Linked DNA regions of Callithrix jacchus: region 2 is linked to region 1. A link is a contact called in public Hi-C data. All regions are on one chromosome and are shown on one strand. Each heading gives the region's core, a stretch centred on a gene start, on an enhancer-like site or on the middle of the called end of the contact. The rest is flanking DNA. Distances are from core to core; before and after follow the strand shown.

Region 1 (2,640 bases), core at 103-2,602:
CCACCACACTCCAGCCTGGGAGACAAAGTGAGACTTCGTCTCAAAAATAAATAAATAAATATCGGCCGGGCGTGGCGGATCACACCTGTAATCCCAGCACTTTGGGAGGCCGAGGTGGGCAGATCACAAGGTCAGGAGTATGAGACCAGCCTGTCTAATACGGTGAACTCCCATCTCTACTAAAAAATACAAAAAAAATTAGCCAGGGATGGTGGCAAGTGCCTGTAGTCCCAGCTACTCCAGAGGCTGAGGCAGGAGAATCACTTGAACCGGGAGGTAGAGGTTGCAGTGAGCTGAGATCACGCCACTGCACTCCAGCCTGGGTGGCTCCGTGAGACTTCGTCTCAAAAAATAAATAAATACATAAATTATCAATAATAATGTAAGAATGCATGTAATGATACATCTATTATTATGTATTATTATACATTTATTGGTATGTATTATAGATGTAATAATTAATACACCTATTAATATAATGGTAAAGAAAAGCATTAGGTTAGGACCCAGAAAGGGACAAGCTTGGGATATTTGGAAAACTGGACTCTTTGGTCACTCCTTTTTCAGTGATCCTGAATCAATTAATGACTCAGGTTTTGTTTGTTTCCCATCTCACAAGGGAAAGCAAGAGCCACAGATGGAGCTAGAGACGGGAGAGGTGCAATCATGATGAGGGACTGGGGATGAATACGTTGAGCAAACAGTGGGAGGCCTGGGGCAACGGGAGGGCATGGGCGGCAGGCGGGTGGAGACTCACCTGCGAAATCCTTGTCTCACCTGCTCTCTCCTGGGCCCTCCATGGCCCACTCTCTTCCTCCACCCCAGCTCCTTCGAATGTTCTTCCGGCAGCAGGATGAGATTCGACGGTTGAAAGAGGAGCTGGCCCAGAAGGACATCCGCATTCGGCAACTCCAGCTGGAACTGAAAAACTTGCGCAACAGCCCCAAGAACTGTTAGCTCCCCAGCTGGGCTGTTTTCTAAGCCGATCTCTCCGTCGTTTCTACTCGTCCCTTAACTTCTCCCTTATCCAGTGACCCCAGAGACAGAGCCAGGACGGGAGCGGGGGCCAACCCGAGGACCCCCGCCTACCACCTCCAGAACTGGAAGCCAACCTCTGACCTCCTGACCTCATGCTAATAAAAGTCCCCAGCTTCTCCTGGAGACCCCCCACCGGCAGCCCCCTTCCCTGCCACCCCAGGAGCCAGACTTCCCCTCAGCTGGGTGAAGACTACAGACTCTCTGGGGTTGGGGGGGCTCCATCTCAGTGGACCAGGAAGCAAAGGGGGAAGCAGGATACCAGCTAGACTTAGCACTTGGACATTTCCCCTGCAAAGGGGGCTGCCAGGACATCTCAGCACTCCCACCTGGAGCTCTCAGCATCACCGAAGGTACCACAGCATAAGTGCTGGACTACAGGCTGCAGTGATCCCTCTTTCTTTCCACTCCCTCTTCCCTCAGCAGCCCCGGAAGCCTGCCTCACCCTAGAGGGCAGCGAGCCGCACAGCTCCTTTTTGTCTCTTCCCCTCCCGCCCTCTTGTCTTCAGGGAATTCAGAGGATTGCTCTCCAAGGCCATAAAAACCCCTTGCCTTCCCCACGATTCTCTTCAAAGCTCTTGCACACCCTTTTCCCATTCAATTTGTGAGCCAGGCAGGGTAGGGATTAGTGTCCCTGTCTGACAAATGACAGAACTGAGGGTGCAATGGGGAAGTGACTTATAAAGTCACCCAGCAGGTCAACAGTGGACCCACAGCCAGGACCCTGGGTGTCCAGATCCCAAGGCCAGGACCTTTCCCGCTGCATCAAGATGCCAATCCCATGGTGGGCTTCACCAGTGCCCAAGTCTCTGTGGAGAATGAGAACTGGAAGCCACTGCTACCGTCTACCCAGCACCAGTAGTGCCGATGTGCCACACTGCCCAGTTGAGGACCCTCACGCTCTGTGCCCCTAGGTCCTTCAGGTCCACACCCTCGGCTGTCACCACCACCCTCCCCAGGGGACTCCAGCTGAGATGAAGCCTCATCCTCCTGGCAGCTGAGGCTGAGAAGGGTGGAGCTTGGCCCTAGGGAAGGCAGACCAGGGTCTGATGGCTTCTGGGGCTGTGCTGCGTGTCTCAGCACCGCTATCTCAGCCACTTTCAGCCTTACGCACGTAGAATGAACACAGCCTCTCACATCCGTATAGCACTTTAAAGTTTCTGCAGTCCTTTGACACATAAGATCTCATCAAGCCTCACATCTACACCCTTCTTCAGATGAGGGAACCGAGAGGAGTGGCCCAAGGTCACACACCTCTGAGATGCCACGTTTCATTTGATCTTGCACACATTTTCTCTTATTCCTTCTTTCTTCCTCCTTTCATTTCCCACTGCCCACAAAGAGTTTGTAAACACTGTTTTCAGAAGATTCACCGTTTGGGGTGAGATCTGGAAATCAAGAAATGGGTGTCCACTCTTCCCTTTCATTAGCTAGATCTACTAGACGCATCATACTCCACACCTGCTTTTCCCGTGGCCGCCCTATGGAATATCCCATCCACAGAGGCCAGGGCTACCCAAGCCCCTCCAGGTGAGCTGGACCTCTCCTCTAAGAACCTCCTTCCTCCCAGCCAGCTACAGTAGGGCCTCCTCACCCCATACCCCG
Region 2 (2,640 bases), core at 45-2,544, 79 kb after region 1:
CCCACAGTTCTCCATCCTGCCCCAGAGCAGTCCAGCTTCTGGGAAACCTGGCTTCTCTGGACTGGAGGACACCTTAAAGGTGATCCCTGCCTGCACCTCCTATCTGAAAGAGTCCCTTCAACCCAGGATACAGAAGCCCAAGCTCCCTGCACCTGCCAGGAAACAGTTACCAGTATCAACTAGATTTGCTGCCTCCCTCTCTCCCTTTCACTTCCTTTCACAGGCCCAGATTTCTCACCAATGGGTCACATGGCACAAGCTCGGTCTTTCTCTACAGCAGTCCTGCATTGTTCAAAGGGCTGCTCCGGCCCCTCGGGGCGTTTTCTTCTCTTGGATAAGCAGCCAGGCTTTCTAACCAGTCCCTGTCCAGGGCTGCTCCTGCTCCTTTGAGCATGCCAACTTGCCTAGCTTCTTCCTACTGGGCCCAGAATGACCAGGTGCCCCTCCTACTCAGGGATCTCTGGGCCAAGTAGAGATATGGGGGAAAGGAGATGGAAATAGAGTCCACACGAAGCCTGCTATGCCCTTCCTCGGCCCACTCTTGCCAGTGGGCAGAGCAGGGGAGCGCTGGGGTCCATCTGGATCTCAGAGTCCTGCAGGGCCCTGCAGCTGCCTTGTCTTCATCCTTCAGTGGTGGGTGGAGGCATGCCGCTCCGCCCGGGACAACAGCAATTTGTGGCTTTCATCTGGCAGAGCCCACAGAGTGGGAGAGCCAGGGAGCGCAGCCCTCTCCTGGAGCTAAGGAGTTCTCAGCCTAGGAAATGGTCACCAAAGCCCACCTTCCTGTTGGGTCTGGGAGGGGGAGGTTCAGTCCTTTCCCACCCGCTCGGTCCCTGAGATCCAGGTGTCCAGGTCAAGCCACCTTCTCAAGGTCATGGCAAGAGCGCCTGGGAATAAATCCTGTGAGGCCTTCTGCCCTAGGGCAGGGAAGCAGTGTAGGGCCAGGAAGCTGGGCCTTCAGGGACCAGTGCAAATGGAGGGAGAGTGTACTGGGGGAGGGGAGCCATCGCCTTTGAGCAGTAAACACTGGAGTCACATGGCTCAAAGTCTTCTTTAGTAATTGGTTTCCTTGGAAGGCCCTGGGAATTCTTGAAGCTCCACCAGAGCAAGGCAAATACGAGAAGAGATTCCAGTCTACCCTCAAAGACTGCAGGCATGTGGTTTTTCTAGATGGGTCAATGGCTTCTCCTCTTACTGCTGTTAGCCAAGGAGAGGAGGGCCTTGGAGAGCAGTGCTGGGGAGCCCAGGGAATTCGTCCAGGAAGTCGGCCTCCTTCCTGGAGAGGCACAATGCTGCCTGCCACCCCTGCCCAAGGGGCAGCTGCTGGGACAGGCTGCCTAGGAATGCTACAGATAGACATAGGTTTTAGAGTCCTGACAAAGCCAGTCCCCGGCTTCTACCATCGCACCCAAACTGGTGGTCTCTCCTCTCGAGGACAATATGCAAGCAACCACTATTAATGGTTTTATCAGAAATAATGATAGCATGTTTCTTGAGTACTCGCTAGGCACACTCTAGGTGCTTCATACACAGTCTCATTTAATCCCCATAACCACTCCTTGGGGTGTGTGTTGGCTCCGTTTTAAAGGTACATCCGAACTGCTTATCCTAAAATCCCAAAACAAGGTCACAGGAGGGTGTCTACTGCACCCAGGTGGCTGGTGTTAGCCACAAGATAAGGAGGGGCCCCTGATGGCTTCTTGGGACAGGAATCTTGGGCACAAGCTCTCCCTAGACCCCTAAGTCAATTCTACAAGTTCTTGGCTGTGTTGGGGCTCAGAATACATGACCCCAATGTAAGGGGTTTTGGTGTGCTGAATACTTTGAATTAAAGGAGATTGGAAGGCTTCAGAAGCAAGCTCTGTGTGACTTCCTCCTGCCCTCCTGTCTCTCATCCTCTCTCCCTAGAAGTCAGAGAATCCAGAACTTCTCTTCCCCAAGGCGGGCCACGAAAACTAGAATTCCTCTTTCCCAAAGCAAGCTGAGAAAGTCTACTCTCTTCTCTCCCTTCTCCATATCTAGGAGAAAGGAATGCTACACAGAGAGGCCAAGAAGAATCTGAACAGACAGGCCTTGCTGGGTTCCCTCTCAGCCTACACCCCTTTGTCCAATCACATTTCTTCATGCTGTTATTATTCCTCATCAAATCTAAGTATAAAATAGGCAGTTTTCCCAGGTCTTTGGGTCTTCTCTGAAGGTTCTCATGTCACTTACAACTTTGATTAAATAAATTTGTTATGCTTTTCTTTTGTTGTTAAGTGTTGGCCGTGAACTCTATGATGGGTGAGGAAAGGGATCACAACTTTCTGCCCCTACAGCCGTAACTGCTCCCTTTCAGCTCCTCTTCTAACTTCCACCAACCAGGTGGGCACCACCCCAGAGGTCTCTGCTCTGGTTACACGTCCTTAGCAACCCAAGCACACAGCCCAGCCCTGCACTGGCTCAGATGACGCTGCAGGAGCGGGCAAGGATACGGAGAGGGGCCTGGGACCCTGCTCTTCCCCAAACAGCAAGAGGCTGCTTCCACTCCCTCGGGAAATCCCCATCTCTTTAAAGGTGAGGTCTTCAGAATCCCCACTGTTTCATGCGGGGTGAGATCACAGAGGGGAGGGAGGGACCAGGGCTTAGACCTGAGGTTCC

What was found. Hi-C and Micro-C count contacts between places; a contact is called where the count stands out from the background.
Region 2: a Hi-C map of induced pluripotent stem cells shows a contact between it and region 1, with 2.3 times the contacts expected there. The contact joins two enhancer-like sites. A contact is called at or near these places in 2 of 3 Hi-C or Micro-C datasets (induced pluripotent stem cells and skeletal muscle).

The regions. Positions count from the first base shown.
Region 1 is chr8:15,886,554-15,889,193 of calJac240_pri, forward strand. It overlaps CORO2B (coronin 2B), which reads left to right. Exons shown (of 15, transcript XM_078333494.1): 15 at 826-2,640. The coding sequence ends at 957. It also overlaps the pseudogene LOC100894897. Among named protein-coding and RNA genes, the nearest start is that of CORO2B, 180 kb to the left of the region's middle. Within about 2 kb of position 1,353, at least 3 of the 16 cell types and tissues checked have an H3K27ac peak or open chromatin away from gene starts, as enhancers often do.
Region 2 is chr8:15,965,622-15,968,261 of calJac240_pri, forward strand. All of the region lies in intron 2 of ANP32A (acidic nuclear phosphoprotein 32 family member A), which reads right to left. Among named protein-coding and RNA genes, the nearest start is that of ANP32A, 110 kb to the right of the region's middle. Within about 2 kb of position 1,295, at least 9 of the 16 cell types and tissues checked have an H3K27ac peak or open chromatin away from gene starts, as enhancers often do.